4 separate regions of the Sus scrofa genome follow, and regions 1, 2 and 4 are each linked to region 3. The links are chromatin contacts, called in public Hi-C maps. All regions are on one chromosome and are shown on one strand. Each heading gives the region's core, a stretch centred on a gene start, on an enhancer-like site or on the middle of the called end of the contact. The rest is flanking DNA. Distances are from core to core; before and after follow the strand shown.

What was found. A called contact is a pair of places that touch in the nucleus more often than the background predicts.
Region 1: a contact with region 3 is called in a Hi-C map of retroperitoneal adipose tissue, with 2.7 times the contacts expected there. The contact joins two enhancer-like sites. A contact is called at or near these places in 2 of 5 promoter capture datasets (fetal skeletal muscle and liver), 32 of 47 Hi-C or Micro-C datasets (adipocytes, adipose tissue, alveolar macrophages and 19 more) and 1 of 2 datasets of contacts at active chromatin or transcription factors (skeletal muscle).
Region 2: a Hi-C map of retroperitoneal adipose tissue shows a contact between it and region 3, with 2.2 times the contacts expected there. The contact joins two enhancer-like sites. A contact is called at or near these places in 2 of 5 promoter capture datasets (fetal skeletal muscle and liver), 30 of 47 Hi-C or Micro-C datasets (adipocytes, adipose tissue, alveolar macrophages and 18 more) and 1 of 2 datasets of contacts at active chromatin or transcription factors (skeletal muscle).
Region 4: a contact with region 3 is called in a Hi-C map of embryonic fibroblasts, with 2.9 times the contacts expected there. The contact joins the promoter of CHN2 here to the enhancer-like site in region 3. A contact is called at or near these places in 8 of 47 Hi-C or Micro-C datasets (alveolar macrophages, brain, embryonic fibroblasts and 4 more).

Annotation. Positions count from the first base shown.
Region 1 is chr18:43,601,668-43,607,870 of Sscrofa11.1, forward strand. It overlaps CPVL (probable serine carboxypeptidase CPVL), which reads left to right. Exons shown (of 14, transcript XM_021078578.1): 5 at 546-604; 6 at 2,555-2,634. Among named protein-coding and RNA genes, the nearest start is that of CPVL, 45 kb to the left of the region's middle. Within about 2 kb of position 3,779, at least 17 of the 83 cell types and tissues checked have an H3K27ac peak or open chromatin away from gene starts, as enhancers often do. A contact at or near this core is called in retroperitoneal adipose tissue, where this site is marked.
Region 2 is chr18:43,577,654-43,584,403 of Sscrofa11.1, forward strand. The region is part of intron 2 of CPVL (probable serine carboxypeptidase CPVL); the gene reads left to right. Among named protein-coding and RNA genes, the nearest start is that of CPVL, 21 kb to the left of the region's middle. Within about 2 kb of position 4,473, at least 5 of the 83 cell types and tissues checked have an H3K27ac peak or open chromatin away from gene starts, as enhancers often do. A contact at or near this core is called in brain and retroperitoneal adipose tissue, where this site is marked.
Region 3 is chr18:43,753,758-43,760,550 of Sscrofa11.1, forward strand. All of the region lies in intron 3 of TRIL (TLR4 interactor with leucine rich repeats), which reads left to right. Among named protein-coding and RNA genes, the nearest start is that of TRIL, 31 kb to the left of the region's middle. Within about 2 kb of position 4,249, at least 22 of the 83 cell types and tissues checked have an H3K27ac peak or open chromatin away from gene starts, as enhancers often do. A contact at or near this core is called in brain and retroperitoneal adipose tissue, where this site is marked.
Region 4 is chr18:43,507,295-43,514,152 of Sscrofa11.1, forward strand. CHN2 (beta-chimaerin) reads right to left here and starts at 2,298. Exons shown (of 13, transcript XM_003484050.4): 1 at 1,756-2,298. The coding sequence starts at 1,804.

The DNA.
Region 1 (6,203 bases), core at 2,529-5,028, 150 kb before region 3:
GGGCTGAGTAAAGGAAAGACTGGAGGGGGGCAGCCCACGTCCAGCTGTAACCCAGGTTTACCTCCATCTCGTTTTTTACTTTTCCTGGGTCGGGATTTGAAGGGCGAACCCGTTTGTGAAGTCAGTAGACTCCTGTGTGCACTTTTGTCCAAGTTGTGGTTCTCTTCAGCGTTGATGGGAGGAAGCGGATTCTGGAGAATCAGGCCTGAAGGATGATGCCCCCAATTGGACAGATGGGTTCATTGCATCCATGCTTACTGGGTGGTTCTGCTTGAACCAGCTGCATGGAGTTTTGTTTCCAAAGTACATCTTAGATGTCAAAACTCTCTGGTTCTGGGGACAGTGAAGGAGAGAAGGGGGGGAAGAAAAGGTGCAGGTGTCTGGTCCCCACCATGAGAGTATGACATGGTGTCAGAGGGACACCAAGGGTTTGTTGCCATGGAGAGGACAGGTGGGCACGTTGGCTCCTAACCAGAGCTAAACCTTACTTAGGTGGGATGCTTTTTCTAAGGACCCAGTCTAACACCTCCTCTTTGCTTTACTAGTGCTTGCCAGAGACTTTCCCTGGACCACTACCTTCTCCATGCTCTACATTGATAATCCAGTGAGTACCCCCCATGGGCCTAGGAAAGGGCAGTGTTGGCCTCGCTTGTCTTTTTTCTTTCATTAAGTGCATTTGAGAAATAGAAAAAAAATACAGATTTCCTTTTTTTATTTTAAAATTTATCTATTAGAAAAACACAATAGAGGTTTAATTTCTCTAACATGTACCATTGCATCCACGTTTGGGAATTTTACTTGCTACTGTCTCACCTTCCTTCTTTTTTAATCTTATGAAACATCGTTTTTCCTGGATTATACCATCTGGGAAAAGGGATCCGTTTCTTCCCACTGGTGATATGACCGTCTCCATATCCTGGGCTCTCGTATAGCATGGGAACTCCTGATTTTTCGAGTAGAGTTCTAGATATAAAAAGTCAAGGCTGGTCCCCTTCACTTATTACAGTAAGCAGAATGTCTCCCCTTGGGGGGGGAGTAAAATGCAGAAATCTCCTTGGGAAGTTTTTTTTTTTTTTTTTTTTTTTTGTCTTGCTGTCTTTTTAGGGCTTTACTCACAGCATATGGAGGTTCTCAGGCTAGGGGTCCAATCAGAGCTGTAGCCGCCAAGCCTACGTCACAGCCACAGCAACACAGGATCTGAGCCACGTCTGCGACCTACACCACAGCTCATGGCAACGCTGGATCGTTAACCCACTGAGCGAGGCCCGGGATCGAACCTGCATTCTAATGAATGCCGGTCAGGTTCCTTCACTGCTGAGCCACGATGGGAAGTCTGGGAAGTTCTATGAAATTGAATTAAATACACTGCAAAATAGGAAAGTTAACTTTAAGGTCAACTTCTGCAGATTGGGGGTGTCATTTTCCTCTAATTTCTCTAACTTCTTTCACTTGCAGGATGGTTCAAAGAGAAAACAGATAAATAAGGAGAAAAGAAATCCAACATTCTTTTTTCCCTGTCTCCCCCCATGTTTTATCCTCTCTCCGAGTCTATTATTATAATTCCATTTTTTTTCCTTGCTTTTTAGGGTGCACCCGAGGCATATGAAAGTTCTCAGGGTAGGGGTCGAATCGGAGCTGCCACTGCCGTCCTGCACCACAGCCGCAGCAATTCACCGTCTGAGCCACATCTGCAACCTATGCCCCAGCTTGCAGCAACACTGCATCTTTAAAGCCACTGAATGAGGCCAGGAATTGAACCTGAATCCTCATGGATACTAGTCAGGTTTTTAACCTGCTGAGCCACAATGGGAACTCCTATAATTTCATATTTAAATAAAAGTTTAATTAAATATCCTATTCCCTTGGGTGTTTGGAGGAAAAACAAAAACAAACATATTCACAACTGGGTGTGTGTTTGTGAGGGGATTCCTTATACATATTATTGACACAAAATAAGTAGTAGGTTATCTTACTGATTTACAGTTCAGTTGTCCATGAACTTGGAGGTCCTTATACCTATGTCCTTGTAGGTATAAGGAAATATTAGTTTAAAGCTAATCTTTATTCTAAAGCCCCTTATCTGCTGAATGAAGGTGAAAGTGCTTAGTGGCCATATTTCCCACATAGAAATGGGGGAACACACACACACACATACGCACACACACACACAACTCTTTTATCTCCAGCCTAGAGAGTTCCTTCAGGTTTCAGAGAGGAGACAACTTTGGGTCCTTTGATACTGTAGTAGGGGCCAGGAAAGGTGAATTCCTGGTCCTTAAATCAAGGCCTGGCAGGGTCTCCACTGTGAGATCAGAACAGCTCAGCCACTGACTCCAGGGCGGAGCTCTGTGCTGCTATTTTATTTGGGCTTGGAGGAGGGAGTGGGAAATAGGTGACATGCAGCATCCACCTGTGAGGATGGCTGAGCGCAAGTGGGGTGATGGCAAAAATCTGAGGTCAAAGGCATGGTCTTTGGAATAAAGTTGATTTCAGGATCTCCAAGCAGCGCATGTGTTGCTCTGCGTTTATACCTGCTTATTTATTTCACCTGCAGGTGGGCACAGGCTTCAGTTTTACCGACCATCCCCAGGGATATGCAGTCGATGAGGATGATGTGGCTCGAGATTTATACAGGTAAAGGCCCTGGCTCTCTCCTGGCCGCCTTCAGACTGAACGATTTTTCATTTTCAGAAGGAAAATTCTTCTGGTAGTAGAAGTATTATTGATTGGTCCCCATAGTCCAAAACCTGAAGCTCTTTTAAGAATGCTTCCACATGAAGAGCTCACATGTGCACGAAAGCACATACCCACAAAGTGCACGCATGATCTGTTTTCCACTTCATTAAACTATCATTGATGAGTGTGAAAGTGGCCTGCAGAGAAAGTAGCAAGAAGAGCTGACATCTGAAGGCACTATTTTAATTTTATAAAAATACCCTTCAAAAAACAATAGAAATAGAGCAGAATTATTCAACCAAAGATTATTTTCCAGTGTTTCAACTAGATGCCTGAGAGGTTTCTGCTTGCTTTCCAAGATTATATTTAACTTTGCATTTGCCAAGAAACATCACCTCCCATGTTTGTTTGTTTGTTTTCTTTCCCAGGATTTCTCCTTTTGTGGCCTTCACAAAATGCAATTTTTCCCTCGTGTTTCTTCTTTGTGACTTTCAGAGGGAAAGCTCCGTTTGTTAGCTCATCTTACTTTTCCCTTCATATTACAAATTATTCTTTTCCAAAAAAAAAAAAATTGAAGAAAAAATGTGAAGTTGTAAACTTGATGCAATGGTATCCATTATTTCTTCTTTTCTTTTTCTGACGTTCACTATTTTTAGTACTTTTTTTTTTTTTTTAAGTAAATGACCTTTCTTCTTTGGTCACATTTTTTCCAATCTGTAAATTATTGCTTGAGACCAAGTTCTGGATTCTCTTTGATCACTAGGGCACCCCCCTTTCTGGGTGCATAATAATAACGTTACGAAAAGAATTCTAGTGGCTAGAAAGCGTTAACTAGCTCCACCGCCCTACCCACCCCCCCACTTTCCCTGAACCGCAGTCTGCTAATTATTTGGTGAGCAAACCCCACCAATCCCCAGAGTGAAAGTGAATCTAATAGGAGTCAGAGTTTTTTGATCTCTGACAAAAGCTTCCCGTTTTCTTCTTCTTTCTCCCCAAGGCAGATGGCTGGGGGGAGTGGAAAAAGGAACTTCCGGCTTCTCTCCTGGAGATGTTTCTCTCTTCTCTGCTGACCCAGAAAACGATATGGCTGTTGTTTGTCTGCCACGCTTTCATGTGCCACATGGCCCATTATTTTAACACTTTCATTCAGTTTCCAGGCGGCTTGACTAGGACCCACCCTTCTGCTTCCAGATACAGAGGGTCCTGGGGGCAGATTGGCCAGATCCTGGCAGGGGTCCCTCCCCGACTCAGCAGCTCCCTCTTTCCCGCCGCAGACATAATCCCAACGGCTGTCCTTACAATTTACTCGAGCACCATGTCTTTCTCATTTAGCACTGACGGTGGGCTCTCTTTTTTCAGATGGAAACCTGTTTCTCCCTTGTTCCCCCTCCTACGCCCACCCTCTTTTGGCTCCAGTCCAAACAACTTCAGTGGTTTAACTAGCAAACACCCCGAGGGCGGAGGGTCTGTGTTAAAGAAACGCATCAGACCCTGGAAGCCAGAGCCTGGCACGCCTGCCCTTCCTTTGCTGTCTCTCCTGCCCCTCCCCCAGAGATGGTCGCAGCTTCCAGTTGACCCTCTGCGTGGGTATTTACTGCTGACATGTGGTTCGTCTCCTCTTGCAAGACATGTAAAGAGAACCTATTTCAAAGCAGCCATTGTTTATAGCTGTTGTAGTTCTTTTTGCTTCAGGCTCTCAGAACTGGAAAATAGCTAATCAGGGGTAGTGCAGAAAACTGATTTCAGCTGTTTCCTTTATAGTTTATACTATTTATTTCCCTTTGTTGACTGCATTCTTCTCTCCAGCTGTCCAGATGGATGTTTGGAATAAGAAGGTTGCTTTGAAACCTAGAAACGGGCTACTACAGGTTGGAAGAGTAGGACTTTTTTTTCCTCCCTTCGAAAACCATTTCTTTTTTTCTGAAAATCCTGTTCCGTTATTAATGCCTGGCTGTAAGGAGCAGACTCCTAAACAGACATTTGGCATTCACGTTTAGGCTGCTTTTCTGTGTGTTTAGAAATGAAACTTTTCCACTAATAAAATGTTCATTTTTTTTTTAACTTTTTGGAGTGTGTTTGGAGCCACAGTACCTCTGGGTTTAGAAAAATATAGATTTCCTAAAGGATAATAAGTTTATTACCTTTAAGTTGGAGTAGACCAGCTGGTGCCACTCTCTCCCTCCACCACTATTTTTTTGCCTGTTCTGTGCCAGACACTGTTCCTGGTGCTGCTGATAGAGTCATAGGCAAGCTCCCCAGTCCCCACTCTCTTGGTGTGCCTGAAGTTATTTTCTTAGCAGCCAAATAGAAAGGCTACAGTTCTAATCCACATATTGGTTTGCATGGGAAATAGTATCTAGTGCTAAACAAAACTGCAAGACAACATGACTATGAGACAGGTTATTAAATGAGAACATGGCATGATCAGAGCAGGTGGAGAAGATCACGGCCCGGCCACACTAGATGTGGAACAAGTGCATGGAGGTGGCTGGTTCCGCATCTGATGCAGCAGAACCAAACCACCGAGGTTCTCGTTGCTGCGCTTCTTTCAGTCCGTCCCTCAGTGACTAAAGATGCACCTTGTTTGGCTTTTGTTGGTATGGAGCTTCTGCTGAGATTATTTTAACTTGATTCTCCTAAATGTCTTGTATTTATTATGCCCTTGACTCCATTAGAGCTGACTGAAGTTCAGGGCTGTCTTTGGATCTGTAATGCATTGTCATTTACATCTAGCTTCTCTGCTCCAAACTCACGTCCTCTTAAAAACAAAACAAAACAAAACAAAACAAAACAAAAACTGAGTGGCATTTTTGCCCTTGCAGTGTGTTTCATCCAGTTGTCTTTTAATGTACCTTTCTGCCACCAGAGAGCCTTTGACTAAAATTCTACTTAACCGACAAGGCCTTGGCACAATGCCAACAAGTTTGCCAGATGGAATCACTTGGAAGAGAGGTGTTTCTTGTGCTGTACAGCACTTGTGCCTGAATAAATGCATGGAGCAGGTGCGCACACACGTGTGTTTGTGTATTATGTATTATGGTTTTTTTAGCAATTCTACTGCTAAAATTTGAAATTTTATATGGACATGATTCTAGATTTTATTTTTCATGTTTTGGTCATCCTGCGGCATATGGAGTTCCTGGGCCAGGGATCAGATCCGTGCTGCAGGTGTGACCCATGCCCAGGATCCTTAACAGTGATTGGGGATGGCACCTGCATCCCAGCAGTCCAGAGACGCCGCCAATCCCATTGCACCGCAGCGGGAACTCCTAGGTTTTATGTTTAAGGAAACCCGCATCATACTATGTATAGTCCTTGACTGAAACGCAGCTCTATGAGCAAATGCATAGCTTCATGTAACTTACTAAATTTACCTTTTTCATTCCCCCTTCCCATTTAAGAAAGACCTACAAAGACTTTGCTGTGATTAGCCAAAACTTTGTTCAGATCCTACTGTGAAATTAAAACTCTATGATAACCTTCTCAAGTGGGACCTTGCCTAAAGAATCCTGTCCTTTTTGAGCTAG
Region 2 (6,750 bases), core at 3,223-5,722, 180 kb before region 3:
TAGCGCTTGAGTCCCTGCCGTCTGTTTATAAAACTAGTGTAGTAGTTATCTACAACTGGTCGCTTAATAAGGTTAGAACTTGCTACATGTCAGCGACTGACTCCAGTTAATATCCATTTGCTATAAACTCATTTAAGCATCTCAGTTACTTGCCAGAGTCATATAGACACCAGCTGGTACATACAGGATTCACACCCAGATGCTTCATCCACTTTTCCTCCTCTGGTTCTTAAAAAAACTTTGCATTTTAGAAAATTTCAAACATATGCAGAAGTAGAGAAAATAGTATAATAACCCCCCGTAGAGCCAAAACCCAGCTTGAACAATTATTGACTCATGGCCAATCACTTTTTTTAAGGGCCCCATCCACAGCATATGGAGGTCCCCAGGCTAGGGGTTGAATCAGAGCCACAGCTGCCAGCCTGCGCCACAGCCACAGCAATGTCAGATCCAAGCTGCGTCTGCGACCTACACCGCAGCTCACAGCAACACCGGATGCCCATCCTCATGGGTACTAGTCGAGTTCATTATCACTGAGGCACAATGGGAACTCCACTGAAGGCTTTTATTTAGAGATTATAGAGCTTTGTATTATTATGAATAGAAAAAAAATGTTGTTTGATGTCATCAGAGACAAAAAATGTATGACCTGCCTGTGCTCTTAATGCTTCTTCATGGTTAGGAAAAAAATCACTGTGCAAGATAAATTATGCAATCTTTCTGGACATCAGGAGGCTCCAGAAAATAGTATCGAGGCAGCTATTTGAGAAGCTGTTCGTAAAAGGGAGGAGAGAAACAGGGTGGCAGCTGGAGAGAGAGAGTCAGAAGGGTCATTAAGAGGGTAGGAGATAATGATGGAAATGGCCCAGTAAAAAGGGGAAGGTTGCTGGGGGTGGGACACCTGTTCCTGGAGCGTTTTTCTTAAAGGATATGAACATCCATGGATGGTGGTGTTGATGTTTATCCCTAGGCACAGTGGGAAGGCAGAGTTAATGCTTCTGAGGCTGGTAGGTTGGTAGATACCATAGGAGTGTGGAACCAACTGGAAATTTCAGGGAAATGATGTAAACATCAAAAATAACTACATATTTTGGGAATTCCCATTGTGGCTTAGCATGTTAGAACCGACATAGTGTCCGCAAGGGTGCAGGTTCAATCCCTGGACTTGCTTGGTGGGTTAAGGATCCAGTATTACCATGGCTGTGGCATAGGCCTCAGCTGTAGCTCTGATTCCAACCCTAGCGCGAACTTCCATATGCCGCAGGTGCGGCCCTGAAAAGAGAAAACATTCTGTATGAAAGTTAAATGAAAGCATCTTTTCTCCATCTGAATATTTCTCATAGTTAGTATGCTCTCATCAATTCTATTTTTGGTTTGGTTTAAAACCAAAACATCCTCCCCTCTTAAGGGTGCATTTGATTCCTGCTCATACGTCTTTGGCATACACATTGGGTCCATGTTTCACCATCTCTCTTTTAAGAAAAGGTGAAAAACTTTGACAATGTTTAGTGACAATGTTGTCAGTCTTTTTTTTTTTTTTTTTAAAGACTCATTTCTGTTTGATGTAGAAAAGTCATGAAAAGAAGGTAGCCCACTGGGTAGGCTGATATATCACTAGATGTAAATGAAGAGGCAAAATATCATTAAGCCAAATCCACCAAATTGGGTCGCATGCATTTCCTTTGGCTTCCCTTGTAAGTGGGTACTGAGGACTTGGATTTTGTTCATTTGCAACAACTGGAAGTAAATCATTTCATGTAGAGCTGAAAGGAGTAACATGCTTATAATGAAACCCTACCAATCCACGGATGAGGAATCTGACACTCAGATATTTTACGTGACTTGCCCAAGGGGACACAGGGAATAGTGGCAGAGATAGCTTGAAGACCCAGCTTTCTGACTCCTGCTCTGTGATTTGCCTGCTGTACTTTATGCTCCATTGTTTAAGAAGCCTGAGCTCTTCTGGAGTGAAAGAAGGCAATGCATGCTAATGTACTAAAGAATTGCATTTGAAGTAGACATGCTGGGAATTTTTTTCTTTTTTCTTTTTTTTGGTTTTTAAGGCCGAACCCTTGGCATATGGAGGTTCCCAGGCTAGGGGTCGAATAGGAGCTACAGCTGCTGGCCTACACTGTAGCCTCAGCAGAGCCAGATCCAAGCTGTGTCTGCGACCTGTACCACAGCTCACAGCAATGCCGGATCCTTAAGCCACTGGGTGAGGCCAAGGATCGAAGCTGCATTCTCATGGATGCTAGTTGGGTTTGTTAACCGCTGAGCCACGAAGGGAACTCCATGCTGAGAATTTTTAGAAGGAAGCTATTCCTTTTGGTTGGCATCATCTAGGTAGAATAGTAACACCACTAGTAGCAACAGCAGTAGTAGCAATAGTAGTAGTAGTAGTTAGAATAAGAAATAGCTAACATTGAGTAGTAATTATATCCGTAGTACCTGGCACGGTGCCTGTAATTACTCGATACATCTTCGTTGAATTTAAATTTAAATGCTTTATACCCATTAGCTCTTTTAATCCTCAGAGCAACCCTAATGAGGAATGAATAATTACTGTCCCCATTTTACAGATGAGAAAACTGAGGCCCATAGAAATTAAGTATCTTGCCCAGGGCCATTCAAAGCTAGTTAAGTGGCAGATCTGGAATTAAAACCTCACTGTGCCCAAAGTTTGAATCCCTGTGCTATGTGACCAGCTTCAGACTTGAGGGTTTTGGAGGAAGATCTGGGCAAATGAGAAAGGGCCTGTCCAGACTGAGTGAGGAAGTCTGCTTCAACAAAGCATGCAGGGACAGTGGCCATGGCGTGTCAGAATCGTACATCTGGTAGAAGCAGGAGCAGAGAAACCTGCCTGAGAGACCGTCCACATCCCTCCCATTCCTGGATTTCTCGCCTACAAATACTTCGCAGTTATGGGCGTCAGCAGGAGTAAAGAAAGATTCTCAGGGAGAGAGTCTTGTCTTCCGTCCCCTTGTGCCAAGCCTGATCACCATCTGATGAGTGACAACATTTAAAACATTAAATCTGGTGTAGTGTCACTTTCTAAAAAATTCTGTTCCAAAGTCAGAAATCTCTGAACAGAATTATAAGGGGCTGATCCAAAATCTGGTACATCTGGGTATTCAGATGCAGCCCTGACAGCATAATTAAGGATAATTTTATTCATCCGCTTTACCAAAAGTTCAGGAAGCTCTGGACAGATGGTCAGCTCACTTCCCCGCATGCCTTTTGTTTATCAAGTCTGTCATAACCTTAGGAACGTGAGTCTTCATGTCGCAGTGGAACACTGTTGAGATAAACAGTAGTTCACAAAAAGACAAGGGAAATTTTGATTTTTTTTAAAGATTCTCCGGTTGACTGGCTTCGTTTTGTGTAATTGTAATTGCATGTTTGCTTTCTCTGCAGCTAGAATAAGCCGTTACTCTCTGAAACCAAATGAATGTAGAAGGCCAACTTTAGCGTTTTCCAAATACTCCCTTTTCACAAACTTCAAAGAATTTTTTTTTTTTTTTTTTCTTTTTGACGCTGGGCACCCGTGGCACATGGAAGTTCCCAGGTTAGGGGTCCAATCAGAGCTGCTGCAGCTGCTGGTCTACACCACAGCCACAGCAGCAGAAGATCTGAGCTGCATCTGCGACCTACACAGCAGCTCACGGCAACGCTGGATCCTTAACCCACTGAGCGAGGCCAGGGATCGAACCCATGTCCCCACGGATGCTAGTTGGGTTCGTTACCGCTGAGCCCCAGGGGGCATTCCCTAAAGAATACTTTGCTGTGAGGTCTTCATTCATTATTACTTGTGGTCTGGGAGTGTCCTGTCTATCCTGACGACGGCGCAAGTCTTTGCGAATATGAAATGCCTGATTAGCTCGTTCAAGCTCTTTGGTCAGACTCCAATCTTCCTGAAAGTGTAACCACAGAACATAACACGTAGGAAGTGAAACCGCTTCAGAGAAAACCTTTTTCCTTTTTTCCACTGTTTGAAACATTTGTATTGTGAGTCACAGTTCCAGGAAGAATGAAACTCCTACAGCTTGGGAGTTTATTTTCCACATGCTGTTAATAGTTTCTGGAAGGATGAACAGAACATTTGAAAATGGGGAACCTCAATTGAGTTGAAAGAACTTTTAATTATTGTACTGTGGTTTTGTTAGAGGAATTTAAAATTTAAAACAGGGTGAAACACTTTTTTTTTTTTTTTAACAGGCCAGAGAAAAGTTTCTCTATATTTCTTCAGATCTCAATAAGGCCTGCTTGCCTTTGGAGGTTTTTGTAGAAATAAGCTAACCCTAGCGCATTGCCGGTGTGTCATGTTTTCGTTCATTGCTGCACACTTATTTACCGACAAGTGTGTATGGAATGTCTTAGGTGCAAAGGTCAGCATGTTGTGTCCCCAGGTGTGCAAAGATAAACAAGACAGACTCCTGGCTTTCCAGGAGCCCCCGATGCAGAATGCAAGGTAGAAAATGTATCCCAGTCAGTACCAGGCAGCAGAGAAACAACTCTGGAAGGTTCCGAGAGGAAGGGCTGGATAAGGGCATCTGAGTCCTTTTCAGAGCTGGCCAGCAGATCCTGTGCTGCGCTGGTCTCAGAGAGACAGATTGATTCAATCACCCCGCTCCCTTTCTCCATTCCCTCCGGCTCCTTTCTATTATATATTTTCTCTTTTTCTCATTCTATTTGACCGTTCTCATTTTTCTCTGTCTTTCTCGAATGCCCACTTACCCCTCTGTGATTCACATCTCACTCACGCCCAACCCCTTACCCTCTGGTTCTCTGTACCCCCCTTTTTAAAGGCGATGGGGGCGGGGGTGGTCTCTGTTGGAGGATTTCAAGACGAATCGTTTTGTGAAAAAATTTCAAAAGTATTTTAGGTACAGACTTCCAACTATACAAAAGCAAGTCCTGGGAATGTATTGCCCAGCGTGGTAACTATAATTCATAATTCTGCATTGCCTATTTGAAAGTTTCCAAGAGTAAATCTTTATTTTTTATTTTTTATTTTTTTTGTCTTTTTGTCTTTTCTAGGGCCGCTCCCACAGCATATGGAGGTTCCCAGGCTAGGAGTCTAATTGAAGCTGTAGCTGCCGGTCTACACCACAGCCACAGCAACGCAGGGATCCAAGCCGTGTCTGCGCCCTACACCACAGCTCACGGCAACGCTGGATCCTTAACCCACTGAGCAAGGCCAGGGATCGAACCTGCAACCTCATGGTTCCTAGTTGGATTCGTTAACCACTGAGCCACAACAGGAACTCCATCTAAGAGTAAATCTTAAAAGATGTGTAGCTGTGTGTGGTGACGGATGTTAATTAGACTTGTTGTGATAAGTTCACAATGTGTACAACTATTCAATCATGTTATACATCAGAAACTAATGTAATATGTGTTAAGTATAATGCAACAAAAGAATGGCCCCAAGAATGTTTTAAAGGCTGCCCAGCTCTGGAGGTGATCTTTCTTTGGGCTAATTGAAAAGGAAGCAAAAGAGTTCCCATCGTGGCCCAGCAGAAACGACTAGTATCCATGAGGGATTCGGGTTCCATCAGTGGGTCGGGGATCTGGCATTGCCATGAGCTGTGGTGTAGGTCTCAGACATGGCTTGGATCTGGCATTGCTGTGGCTGTGGTGTAGGCTGGCAGCTGCAGCTCTGATTCGTCTCCTAGCCTGGAAACCTCCATATGCCCCAAGTGCAGCCCTAAAAAGCAAAAAAAAAAAAAAAAAAAAAAAGTTAAAACATTGAAAAGGAGAGAGAGGGGTGAGCGGTGAGGGGGGCCTGGCACATATCATTTCTCCCTAAACATTGTTCTTTTCTTTTGCTTAAAGATCTTTCTTTTATCCTTGCCTTTTTTTTTTTTTTTTTTTTTTTTTTTTGCTGGGGAGGGATAGATTTCAATGGGGAGAGCTAGAGAGGTTGGATTAAACAATCTTTCCTGGGGGAACTAGACTGAGCGCCCCAAAGGCAGTCTTCTAGACTGTTCTTGAGGCGGCCCACAGGCGATCACCCCTCTCTTTGCCTGAGCCCTTGTTAGTTGCCCACCTCTGTGCTCAGGGGCCAGAGGTGTGTTTCCATCTGATCCTCCTGGAAAGCCCAGGGTGGAGGTATCGGTATCCATGCTTTGCACAAAAGGAAAGAGAGGCTCAGAGGGAGGAAGCAACTTGCCAGGGAGCCTAGTGAGGGCTGCAACCCCAGGTCGGTGCAGCTGCCAGCCAGGCTCTTCCTAGCCTAGCAGGAGCCTCTGGAAACTGCCCGCTGAGACCGTTCCTTCATCCCCATCATCTCTCCTGCTCCCACGGGCTCTCTGCTCCGAATCAGTAGGTGCATTTTGCATAGAATAATAGCCATGCTTCCTACCAGCCAGAGGTGTGCTGATGAAAGTTCAACAACCAGCACTGGAGTCGGGGCCCCAGACCCCTGAATGTCAGTATTCTCACCACGGCCTGCTGCGGCCTATCAGTGACGTCCCTGAATGCCGAGCTGGGAAGAGATGCTGTTGATCAGCCCTCCAGGGCCCCTGGGCTCTGGTACCCCACTGAAAGCATCTTTAGTTGGTGGCACATGTGTAGGATCGAGCTTCCTTACCTACTCTGTACTAAGCAGGCTCCAACTTAGGAAGTCTCAGACTGAAGTAGCTTTTCTTGAAGGACTCGTTTTTCTTGAGGACACTTGCTTTATTCCCTCTCAAGGAGTCTTCTTCACCCAGACTTGCTCACCACCCCCTGCTCCCTACCTATTTACTG
Region 3 (6,793 bases), core at 2,999-5,498:
TCTAATGATAAAAGAGTTGGTAATTCAGCTGCTTTCCGAGGAGACCGAGGCTCAGATTTGGTGCCTGACACTATCTCCCTTAGTCCTGTTTGTTGCCCCAGGCTGCCCATGACCCCAGCCTGGTCCTGGTCCCTGGGAGGACATCATGAGGGCAGGTGGGCCCTGGCTTTCAACGCCTTTGAAGGATCAGCTCTAAGACTCTGCAACTCTAAGTGGCATTTGAGTACCAGTTTCACAATCTGTTAGATCCGGGACCATTATTTAGTTAATATTTTCTTCATATCTACTCACTTAAAATTTAAAAACAAATTAAATTCATTGTATTAGTCAGGGCAGGCTGGGCTTTGTTGCAGTAACAAATAAACCCTGATATCTCAGTAGCTTAACACAGCAAAGGGTTATTTCTCATTCATGTAAAAGCCAGTGTGAGGGAGATGACTTTCCAGGGCAGCTTTTCTTGAAAATAACTCTCAGGTGGTGACTCTTAGACCCAGGCTTCTTCCATCCTATAATGCCACCGTCTGAGAATGTGCAGAAGGAGCTCAGGACAGGCTGCCCCCAAATGTGCCGCTTTGGCATATTGACTGTTTTGAGCTGAAGGCATTCGAAAAACAGCAAATGCAGGGAAAGACTTTCTGTGAATTCCCCGCCCCCGCCACCTGCCTGAAGACAGATCCTCTGAAAGCAGCTCAATTGTCATAAGTCTCCTCCCCCGGAATTTTTATCAACCAGGACGACTGACCCTTATCCCAGGAGAGGCGACTAGTGGTGGGCGCCACATCCAGACAGTGTCACAGGTGATCACATCTCCCACCCGTTCTTCTAAGGGTCCATTCGTCCTTCCCCAAAATCACATGCTCTCCCCGAGTCACCACACCCTTCCCCTGTTAAGACAGTCTTATAAGCTCTCAAATCTCAATGCTTTTAGGGGATGCTTATGGTTTTTTTCTGATTGCCCTAAGGATATAACATTTAAAAACAATACATCTGTATACCTTTTCTTCTGTTAATCTTCCTGTCAGTTATAGACTCGGTTATTGAACCTGGAAAAGTAAAGGAAAAGTCACAGGGTCCCTCCTGACTGCAGAGGGGCCGGAGAGTGGAGCACAGCATGTGGAATATCTGCTGAGCACAACTGCTTCTGCCACAAAGATGGAAAATGCAAAACTGATGTTGTCGCGTGCTGTGAATGAGACAGTCTTTTTATTTCTTTCTTTCTTTCTTTTTTTTTTTAATTTTACGGCTGCACTTGTGGCATATGGAAGTTCCCAGGCCAGGGGGTGGACTTCAGCCACAGACTGTGACCTATGCCGCCGTCGTGGCAGTGCTGGATCCTTTAACCCTCTGTGCCAGGCTAGGGATTGAACCTGCACCTCTGCAGTGACCTGAGTCACTGCAATCAGATTCTTAACCCACTGCAGCAAGTGGGAACTCAGAGATTCTTAAATAGATGCAATGAGAACAGTGTATTACATTCTAGGTAGATATGTTGCTTGTTAAACATTCTGATTCTTAGATTCATTTAGTTTGTCCAAGATATTGGGGTTAGGGTGGAGGGAGAGATAGAAATATAGAGAGAGATACAGAGACAGAGAGAGGAAGTTGAAGACATATTAAGACCTATTAGCATATTGGAATTCCCTTGTGGCTTAGTGGGTTAAGGACCCAGCATTGTCACACTGTGGCATGGGTTCGATCCCTAGCCCGGGAGATTCTTCATGCCATGGGAGCAACCAGAAAAAAAAACAACAAAAACGCAGTATCTTAGAACAAATGGAGACTTTCTCCCTGAAGGAATCAGAAAGGTTGAAGGATGATTGAAAGAGGAAGAATTTTCTCATTCTATAATTTGATGCTGTTTAGTACTTTATCCACGTCCTAACTGAAATCATCTCTCTTTTTCTACTTAAAATCTTCGGATGGACAGCAGTGGTCCACGTGACACCCTCTAGGAAATGCTGTCCTCATGGGCCTGGGTCCACGTCACCCTCCAAGGCAGCCGCACACATTTTTAAGATTTGCCATGTGCCTGGCACTGTGCTCTGGCTGCTGTGGGCAGAGGTTATGGTGACCTTCCTTGCCCTTAGATTTCAGAGACTGGCGAGACCAAGAAATAACCAGCAGTATATGAAAAGCATTTGGGGACTCTAAGATGTTACTGGAGTGACCCTTACAGGACAGCAGATTTTGAAAGACCGCTTCCATAATGTCCTACTTCTGTTTACTCACCCTATGATTTTATCTCCTTTCCATGTTTCTTTCCATGGTCTTAATGAAACCCACTGGTAGAAAGAAAAAGAATCAGCTAATGTGTTCTAGGTACTTTGGATTTCGTGTCCCTTGAGACCTCAAACATCCTTGGAGGGCCATGTGATGAGACAGGTGATGCCACTTCAGGATGTGGGGAAGCTGGGTCGCAAGTCATTAATAACAGTGTCGGATCCACACTGCAGTTATGGCACGTACTGAACAGAGGGGGAAAGGCGGCCGCTGTGGGTCTAGCCCTGGTCCTGGCCCTCTTCCCGCTGAACTGGGCAGTACCAACTCAGTTGTGTTCAAGGTGACTTCTTGCAAAAATTAGAAGGTTGGACCAAATGTGTTTCCTGCACATGAATGGTCCTGGATGCAAAGGAAGCTTTCCCCTCAAGCCCACCCACGGAGCATGGATGACCTTGGAGTTCTTGCCCTCAAAGTTTAGCCCCGGCCGTTCCATCATTTCTTCTTCTGGCACATTTGACTCTTTGTTTTTTTAGGGGCTGGGGACATAGTAGTAACCTCATCAGTGTTGCTTTTGTTTACTTATCTTATTTAGTACTTACTGTGTGCTGGGCGGGCCCCGACCCAGGTATGTTAACAATATTAATTTAATTATCATAGCAGTGAATACTATTATCACACCCATTTTAGAAACGGGAAATATGAGGCCCGGGGACATTAAGTAACCTGTTCAAGATCAGAAATCTCTTGAGGGGCAGAGAGATTCAGCCTCGGGCAGTCCGGGGCTGAGACTGCCGTCACTGCTCGGCACGATCTCTGGCCAAAACAGTTGAATGAGCTAATAATAAGAGGAGGCATGCAGTGATGACATACAAAATAAGTATTTTTTAAACAGTAAACGATGAGACAATCAGAGGTTGCAGGTGCACTTGGGTGAAGCCCTGTGAGAGAAGAAACAGTGAATCATGCCCTGCGGAGAGAGAAGGGGGAAAATGCCTGTCAGCTTACAGACCACAGGCTTTACATGCATCAGCTCGTCTTCTCACGACAGCCTTGCGGGGCTGGGGCCTGTTATCATCCCATTTTACAGAGGAGGCTGAGGGACTTGCGTAAGGCCACGCAGATGCTCAGTGGCGGAAGCCAGGGCCTGGACCGCAGTGCCTTGGGGCGGAGTTGGCTTGGTGGGGGCGGGGCCAGAGGATCCGCTGCTGTCAGTTCAGGACCCAAGAGCCCGGATGTGGTGCAAGGGCAGCTGGTGACAGCTTTGCTGGGGACACGGAGGGTTCCCTGAGCGCTTCATCACCTGAGAGGAAGGAGCCAAGTACAGAGGAGGGTCTCACAGGGCCAGTAAGGATCTGACACACCCCGTGTATCTGCCTCTACACGTTCCAGTCATACTGACCGGTCCACTGAGGGAAAAGATACACAGTGCATAGGAGATGCGTATAGACAACGAGGAGAGTGAGCCTGGTTTAAAATGCGACAGGACTAGATTACTGTCCTGTTGCACAGAAAACTCTGCTATTGCTTTGCACCAGGACCCCGCATCTTTCACGCTATGCACTTTTTTGAGGAGCAAAACCCTACTAGCTGAGTTGCACTTCTTTGATCTGGTCATTTGGACTTATGAGCAGAAAACGCTTCCAGAAATTAGACTGTTTTGAGGTTGAGGAGTTCAGTTTTTCTCTAAAGTTCCTTCTAATTCTCAGGACCTAAGAGGGAACAAATAGTGGATTACCATCCACGGTACTTCATCCCTCAGTTAACTTTGGATATTTGGGGGCGTGAAGGGGAAGAGGGATGGGAAAGCATACACAGGCGGCACACTTCTTTACAGCACCTGTATGTTTTATTTAACTGTATTATTTCACCGCAACGTGAGCCCGAGCTCTTGTCCTGCACCACATTGCCCTCTAGCGGTCACTTCGTGCTATAGCACCCAGAGAAAATTGCCTTTCAGAATGAAGCCAGGCCGGGGACCCGCTGAGGAAGTGGGCGGGTGCAAACAACCCTGTAGCTTCTGGCTCCACCGCGTGCGGATCCGCCGCCTTCTCCTCCCAGCCTCGCCCTTTCCTCCCACAGCACCACCCGGCCTTCCTGCCACCCCACTCAGGGGCGTTCCAGCACCCCGTGACCCCCTGTTCCCTCCTGCCGGCCCCTTCTGGGCCTCTTTGTGGAGAGAATGCAAAACTGCTTCCATTTTAAATAAAAAGAGCATCCTGTGGCTAGAAATATCCGAGGAGAAGCGTTTTTAGGAATCCCCTGAAGAGAGCTGCTACGTGAAAAATAGGCATGATTCAGCTGAAAAAATAATCATTTGCTGTTGCTGCTTTTAAGCCGGACCTCAAAAACGTCCCCTAGCGGAGGGCGGCTCTGCTTTGCCAGTGCCCCTCTATCCCCCTTGGCCACGTCCAGACCTTGTAGTTAACCCCGTGGGACAGCAGCAGCCCTGCAAATGCATGCATTTGTCATCTTAAGAGCTTTGGATGAGCCGACTTGAATTTCAGATCACTAGACACCGTTCTAATGGCTTGCTTCTGTCAGTAGGTGACATTGGGTAACTTCCGGAAGCTTCAGTAATCCCATGAGGCTTTTGGGAGTAGCTTAAAAAAAAAAAAAAGGTAGGAACCAAGAGAACAGAGTCAAAGAAAGCTGCTCTGCATAGAGTTAAACTCGGTCTTCCAAGAGGACATTTTCAAAAGTAGCTTTTTATATTCACGTGGGCTTCCATTATATACTTAATGATGCCCAAGTAGAACGCTCAAACACCACCCCTGCTTGGGTGGTGAATTCATGATAGATGTTTACTTCTTATTTCTGTATTTATTTTTTTTTGCAAAGGGGGTTTTCTGTTTGCATACAATAAAATTGTATTTAAGGCTATGGGAGCTAGGATTTCTCTTAACAATTAGGTAAAACAAATGACCCCAAAAGTTTAATTGTAGACTGGCACTCCTGAAGTAGTTGGGCGTTTAGGCCATACCAACCAAGAACAGCAAATAACGGAGAGCTTGCAGGGTCAGATATTGTGAACAGGAAATCTGCCGAAGCCTTGGGGATGGGCGGCAGCTGGATTTCCTTAAGATTTACAGGCTTACCAGACTAAACATGCCCTTGTTTATTTCTGCTTTCTGTGAACACACTCCCGATGAAGATACGCCACTACCTCCTTTAAATGCCCCACGTTTGAAAAAGCTCCCCTTCTCTCTTCGTGTCTCTCAGTGTGACTGGCTTAAATGTTAATGTGTTTTAAGACCATAAAACATGCATAGATGTTTTATTAAAAAGATGGGAAAGAATAGGCATTTCCTTTGTGCTGGTTTATATTTCTAAAGCTTACATGATCTGTTTTTCCTTGCCATTTTGCGTAGCATGACTCTGATACCCCAAATTGACATAAGCCTGAGCCCTAATACTCTAGTGATAATACCTAAAAGAAAAAAATGACACCCGTGGAGGCATAAAAGAAGAGTCATCACCCATGGAGTTGTCAATATGATCAACATGGATGGTGAACCCAGGTAGCTTGGGCCAGTGACCTTGGTGCAGTCGCTGAATTACCCTTCTGCAGATCCAAGGGTCTGCACGACCTTCACAGCTCTGCAGACACAGCATCGAAGATGACGGGGGGGCGACGACTGCATCACAAAGGAGACAGGGGCTGCTGCAACGTCCAGAACTAGTGGCTGAATCATTTAAGGAACTTCAAGACAACTATCCTTCAACACAAAAGGATACACGATTGATCATCAGTGGTTAATATAACTGGGTGATTCCTATGAACACAATGTTAAAAAGAAAAAAATCAAAGGAATAAAGTCGAGGTCTTGTCCCTAGCCATACAGAGTCCCTGATAATGGGACCCTCTGGCCTGTTATTGGATAGCCTGTTGAAGCTGTTCTGAGAATGGCAGGACTGTCAGAAGAGCCGAGATCCAGTTGATTTAGAAGGTTGGCTTTTTTAAAGGGGGGGCCGTTACCTGTGCTCACTCTTCCTCCAAGGATCACACTGATTTTCCAGCTCCATAAAATCCTGTCCACTTCCTTCGTCTCTCCATTCCTTTTCTCTTTCCTTCCCCCTCCTTTCCCAGGACAAGGCTGTTTCAGGCCCTCTGCCCACAATGACAGCCTGAAGATTTATGAGAAATTGTTTCAGCCTATCAGGAGAAGAGAGGCAAAATATTTAACAGCATAGGAACAGGCAGGGGCAGACCTAGACTCTGTGAAGTCATTTGGGGAGCTCAAAAAAAAAAAAAAAATGCTATGCAATGACAAATACAAAGGTAAGCATGATAGTAACATTTACAGAAAATGAAAAAAATATATCACAGCAAATTACTAGAAACCTGGAGGTTTCAGTCCTTTGGTATCTTTTATACAAGGTACCTAGAATGCTTAATTAGAAATGCTTTCTGAGTGCAACCTGGCTTCCCCTGCACCCCCCACCCCCCACCCCGGGAGCCCTTGGTGACTCTTCCTAGCACTCCCAGTGGCCTGAGCTGAAGAAGTCCCAAGCCTTCGCCTTCATTTCCTTCTTCAAATTCTGCATCTAGTCTCAGGAGCCTTCACTCAGAGTG
Region 4 (6,858 bases), core at 1,048-3,547, 250 kb before region 3:
TTAAGGGGCTCTTTCATCAAGATCTGAAAATTCAGAGGCCACAGCATCTGTAATTTATACCACCAGCAAATCCTGTGATGATATTGTCTTCTTGCCCTCTCTCCTTTCGTCTTTCCCTTCATCGCCTCTCCCTCACCAGTTCATTTTCTAGAGAGGGCCATTTTCAGAGAGGGATAACCATATGCTAATCATAAGCCAACATCACTGTATTTTAAATTCAATGGTAGTTAACCAAAATGAATTGAAGAGCAGCAGCAGTGGTTTGGGGGTACTAAAAATAAGCTGTAGCATTTGCTGAGTTCTCAGAATTAAAACCACAGGCGGTCAACTTGTTGCTGCTCTTAATAAGATATGACTGTGCTGCCCCATTCGCTGCTACTACCAGAAACTTCATCTATACGGTACACATAACAACACGGTGCTTTTGATTAGTTGGCAGTGATCAAGAAAGGAAGTGTTATTTCCCTGGAACTAAAACCTGCCAAAAAAGATAAGCGATGGCTTTCAAGTGATCACCTTGTGCCATGTCACAAGTGCACCTTCCCCAAATCACCTTGCATTTATGATTGGATTAGTCACACATCTACAGACATGGCTCCTCAATGCCTGGCTTGCTGTCCAGTGCCTCCAACAAAGTGTTTCTTCCTTTTGATTTAATTTTGTGATTCTCATTTAAAACATACACACAATAGGAATTAATACAATGTTAATATATTCAGCATTTCCATTAGGACTTCAAGACCTTCTTGACCCCTGAATCCCATAAACTACACTAAATGCCTTATCAGCTCTCCCTTTAAGGTTTGTCATTAAAGTTTTCAAAGACCAGGGCGGTAGAAGAATTCTACCTAATGCATCATTCTGATTAGAAACCTGTCATACTCAGAATCCAGTGGGTCTGCGTCCATTGATTCCCACTCCTTCAGATTCATTAGCAATTTTTTCTCTTCAATTAGACCCCCTGATCAACCGTAGAAAAGCTGGAAGAAGCCCTCCCTTTTCTCGGTCGCACTTGGAAAAAAAAAAAAAAATGTATGCCTGGAAAGTAAAATTACAGAACGTATCCCAAGAGGCCATTGAGGAAAATCTCACACACTCACACACACACACACACACACACACACACACACACGCATGTACACTTGCGACCGGGCAAATTATCACAGGCTGGGCTCGACCTCCCTTCCCCTAACTCGCTTCAATCAAAACCAGAAAGACAGACTCCTTTATTACCTCTATCTCAAACCCATGCCCCAAGCGTGTGTCTCCGCAGAGCTAATTTCTGAAACAAACAAAGAAAATCAAGTCTGCGAGGAGCGAGGGTTGGTTCCCCTGCGCCTTGAATTTGGGCATCCAGCGGGGAGGGCACCGCACCGCCAGCGGGTCGGGGTTCCCGGCGTCACCCTAACCTTCTCCGCCTCATCAGCCCAGGTTCCCGCGGCGCCAGAAAGTGCGCGCCCGCCCTGCTCGCTTCGAGCCTCTCGCCTGCTGCTCCCCGAATCCCCAGGACCCCCGCGTCTGCACACGAAGGGCGCCCCCACTCTCCCACCTCGGAGCTGTCAGAGGCGCTGAGAGGCAGGGGGCACCGAGGGGGCTGGCGAGCCAAACAAGTGTCACACCGGCCGGCCGGCCGGCCGCCCTCCGGGAGAGCGGGCAGGACGGCCACAGATAGGCTCTCTCCATCCCAGGGTGCGGGCCGAGGGCAGGGGGCGAGAGACCCCGCAGGGCAGCCGCGCCCGACGGGCTGGAACTCACCGGAGGACACCGAGGAGCCGGACAGGCTGGAGTTGCTGGACGCTGCCATCTCCGCGCGCCCCGCGCGTGGCTGCTGGCTCAGCGCTGGTGCGGACGCCGCCGCCGCTGCCCTGGGCCGGCCGCTCGCAGGCTCCGCGGCCCCCAGCCCATGGCAAAGTCCTGGGGACGCGCAGAGAGCACCAGCCTCCGGACTCTGCCTGCACTTCCTGCTCCGCCAGATGACGCGCTGCTGCCGCCGCTATTTATTTGTGGTTTCCGTCCCTCTCGGCGCCCTCGCACGCTTTTCTCCGGGTGTCGGGGGGAGGTGGGAGCGGAGGGAGGCCGAGGGGCGGCCGGAGGGGCCGGATCGTGCCTCCAGCCGAGCCCCGGCTGCGGTCCGCGCTCCCCCGCGCGCGCGGCTGGGAACCCGGCGCCCGGGCCGCCCCGCCAGCTCCCCGCACCCTCCCCCGGGCTCCCGCCTCCCCGGCGGCACTTCGAGCTGCCCGGGCAAAGGCGGCGGGAGACAGACAGACAGAGCGACCTCCCCCTTCTCCCTCCGCCCCAACTCCGCTCGCGCGCACACAAAGGAAGGAGAGGAGACGCGGGAGCTCGGGGGGCTGGTTCAGCTGCCGCGGGCTTGACAGCTCCTGCGACGGGAGCTGGAGGAGGAGGCTGTGGACTGCAGGGCGGGGGGGACCCTGGCCGGGGGAGCCGGACCCCGAGGGGCCGGGGAAGCCGCCGAGCGGCGCGGGGCGAGCGTGGCTGCCGTGCGCAGCGCTGCTCCGAAGGTTTGAGGGCGACCGCGAGTGGGGAGTGGGGGGTCGGTGGTGGGGCTGGCGGCGCCCGGCCAGACTAGGGAGCAGCGACACAGCCAGGGTGGGATCCAGAGGGCGAAGGCGGGGTCACTGAGGACGCGGTGTTAGGTAGAAGGGGGCCGGGGCTGCCAGCGCGGCTGTGGGGCGCTCCTTCCACTCCCCTCCAAATTGTCCTTTGTTGCGCTGGAGCTGAGCAGGAAGGTGGTTTCCTAAAATACCCCCCAAACACCCTGCAAGCCGGTCTGGCTGCACTTAAGTACCCCAGCCACGGACGGGGCCTGACGGGTCCACGGGGCTTTTGAGATGGACCTTCAAAGAAATAGAGACGTTCCAGACATGTCATCAGGCCCACACAAAGCCGGGTGTCAAAGAGAAAGAGGTTCTCAGACTGTATCTTGCCAAAGATCCTCACAAAAGCCCTAAGACTTGGCAGCAGGTCCAACTGAGCCCTTTCCCGGTAAGGAACTGCTTAGGTGTGTGAGGGAAAGGGACTCCGGCGCAAGGTGTGTCCCTTAGCCCTGTATTTAAAGCTAAATTAATTTCACTGGAAGGAAATATCGTGCCGATTTTTTTTAAGTCTATTTCACGCTCCCAGCAGGGTAATCGGTTCTTTCATTCCTGAAGCCAGAGAAAACTGTGAAATTTGAACAGAAATTGTTAGATCAAAGGAAAGAGCAAACATTAAAGGAATGAAAGTACTCTCATTATGTAGCAAAGTGGAAAGTGTTCGCATTGGGGTAGTTCAATTTTAAAAAACATGGTTAAAAGGACATAGTCAATTTAAAAATTATCAAGAGTGACACAGGAACAGCAGCCATTCCTAGGGGGTCCACCTCAACCAAGCACCTGACACACAGTGAATAATAAATGTTGAATAATCACAATGCATGCCCGTGTCACATTTTCTAGTATCTTATTTTTTTTAATCCCCTCAAAAACACCATCCTCGAGATGTTCCCAGTAAGATTTTTTTTTTCTTTTTTTTTAAATGCTGCTTGCTGAATAGTTGAGGCCTCTTGAGTACTCTCTGGTCACACTGGACTGAGTTTTCCTGATCCTCATTTACATGGAACTTTGAAACATCCTTGCCTGGTATAAGGGGACCCTAGCACCCCCACCCCCCACCCTTCCATTCTTCTTCTTTTTTGTCTAATGCAACCTTGATGCAGCTTAATGTGGAGCCCTACGGGGACATACGGCCCACCCCAAACTTGACCTTGCTATCAGAAGAGACTTCCTGTTTTTTCAGAGTTCTTCTGATCAAAGGCATTATCTACATCTTTGACTGGTGATTGATGCACCCCTCCAGATCTTTAGCTGGGGGACTGTCTGACTTGGCTATGTCTCATAGTAGGGTTATTATCCTCTGGGCTTTGAAGAAGACAACACCCAGGTCCAAATTCTGATTCTGCCCTTTACTAGCTATGTGACCTTGAGCCTGTAACTTCCATCCACCGAGCCTCAGTTTCTCCACCCACAACCAAACATCTGATAAGATAGGGGGTTGTGAAGATTTGAATCAGACAATATGTGTAAAGCCACAGTCTGCCTGGCATAGAGTTTGTGCTCCAAAAGTCATTTTGTTTACTTGAAAGATCAAATCTATGACTTGAACAACTTTTGCTTTCTCCATTGCCTCTGGAGATGACTGGAGGTAACTCATCAGCAGTGACTTGTCTTACCAGGAGAAGTGTTTACCTCTGGCCCAAGGTTTAGATCTTTCTTGTCCCAGATGGAGCAGTACTCAACAGGTTTCATGATTCATCTCAGAAGTCTCACAGAGGGATGCCGAATTCTATTTTTGCCGTTTGCATGATAATAGTTACCCTCAAAGAGCTTTGCAGTCCTTAGTTAGAGGAAGTAAAACATGGCCCTGTTAAGTAGACTTTTTTTTATTATTCCCAATTAATTAGATGGAGGGACAGAGGGGCACTTGCTGTGAAGGTATCACCCCAAGGCACCCTGTGCTACACAAAAGTAGAATAAGATGGACAAGCATTTTTCTTCACTGGGTCCAGAGGCCAGAAAAACACAGGACCAATAAGCATGCTGGCAGAGCAGAAATGGGATGACTGGGGAGGCTTCGCTTATTGGTAGGAGATGGATGGGAACCCTGAAGTCCGTTATTTTGAAGAACAAAAGGAAAGCTCCAGGTTTAGAACTAAAATCTGAAAGTTGATCAATACTTTGGGTGGTTAAAAGTCATAAACAATGGGGAAAACTCAGCAGGCATATGATCGCACACTGACGTTTTTCTCAGATTCAGAGGCCTAATGGCTCGTTGCTACTTGCAAAAATGTTTAATATCAATAAATTAGCAGGAGGTGGCTGAAACAAGATGCTAACCCCCTCCTCAGTAGGCTCAAGAACCTGTTTGTGGACCTTCCAAAGCATTCCTGTAAATGAAATAATAAGAAAATTAGTTCATGTATTTTATTCACTCATGTATGGCACTATCTTTAGACAATGCCTATTTGCTCCCAAAAAGGGGAATATTGGTGTTCAAAAGAGTTTAAGTCTGTGTGACAAGTAGGAATTTTTTTTTAGACACGTCCACCTTTTTTCTTCAAATATTAAAATATTTATGGGGTGAAAGGAGGCTGGTTGACAACTTGGTTTATTTAGGATTAGAAATTACTGTTTTGTTTAAACGTGGCTTTCATGCTTAATTTAGCATTTAGAACTTTCCCACCTTCTCCTTCCAAACATATTTCCTGTTGCCCCCTTCACAAAGGTACCCCTTCTTCACCTCACCCCGTACCACTTGGGGCTGCCAGCACTGGCCTTTTCCCATCTCTTCCTACTGGGCCTCGTCCTTACTATGAAGGTTCTAGAAGAATGCACCTTCCTGGGGAACCTTCCCTGAGCCAGCAGCCAGAAACCAGCTCTCCTTCTGTTGAATTCCTCTAGTCTTTTCTCTGTACCTCTTAAATGGCCAGATGCTCTGTCTTGTTTCAGTTGCAACTGTCAAACATACTTTATTAAAAGCTTCCTGGAGACAGGAGCCTGGCCTGGCCGGCCTTTGTATTCTCTACCACACTTTACACACAGTAGGCGCTCAGTGGATATTTGCTGAATAAGTGCACAAACCAAGGTACAAATGAATCCAAATGGTTCGCATGTACACCAGTTAATTTTCACAGTAGCTGTGACCACAGAACAACAAGATGCGAAGTACTACATCTGCAGCACAGAAAAGAAATTGATGGGCATGTAAGGACACCCTATTTCCAACTAAAATGGTGAAAAGATAAAATTAAATTTACTTCTTTGTGTGTGTGTGTGTCTTTTTAGGGCTGCACCCAGGGCATATATATGGAAGTTCCCAGGCTAGGGGCTGAACTGCAGATCTACACCACAGTTCACAGCAACGCTGGATCCTTAACCCACTGAGTAAGTCCAGGGACTGAAGCCGCATCCTCATGGATACTAGTCGGGTTCACTACCACTGAGCCACGACAGGAACTCCAAGATTATATTTCCGTGGTGCAAATATTTGCAGCCCCAGCCCCCACTCCCATCACCAGCTGTTACAGCTCATGTAATTTATTGTTTACAGACTAGCTCTTATGTTACTATAATTTGTTTATTTTTGCTTTACTGTTGGTTCCTTTGAAGTTTAAAAGCAGACATGAAAACACCGCAGGGTGAATGTGGGCTGTTGTGGCTGGAGCTGGGCTCCCACATCTCAGGCGTGTTGGTGAAGGTCATTCCTTTTCTCAGTGCTAAGCACAGAATGAAATATTCCTGACTTTCAAGATTAATCCAGTGGCCAGCATCCACTGGAGAACTGCGGGGCTATTTGTCAACTAGCTTTAAATATTTTATGGCAAATGCTCTATTACAGAAAATAGGTCCTTTTGCCATCAATTTCTCAACATCGATACACTCTTTGTTGTAGTGAGAAACAGTCCCCTTTGTAGTTCAAGCCGTGTTTCTAATGCAAAGATACCTAGTCTGGTTAAAGAGAAAACATTGGCTCTTCTGGGGTAGTGCCAGGCATAACTAGAGGGCAAAGCTGAGAAACAGTGCGTTTCCTCCAGAGGTGCGCAGGCAGCTCAGGGTAAGGTTATTAAGCAGACAGCTCAGACGCCGCAGGTAGCAGCCCAGCCTCTGAACAAAAGGAGTCCACACCTGGGGTGCAGACAAAGGAGGCCGCCTCGGCTACCCAATTCCCCATTCACACTGCCTGCTGCTGGGGACCCCTAGTGGCCACACGACGCAAGCACAGGTGTTCCTGAATCCTCTCTGAGATGTGGAGGGGTCCATGTGTAATGTTAAAAAGTTCACTCAACTTCTTTCTCTCTCT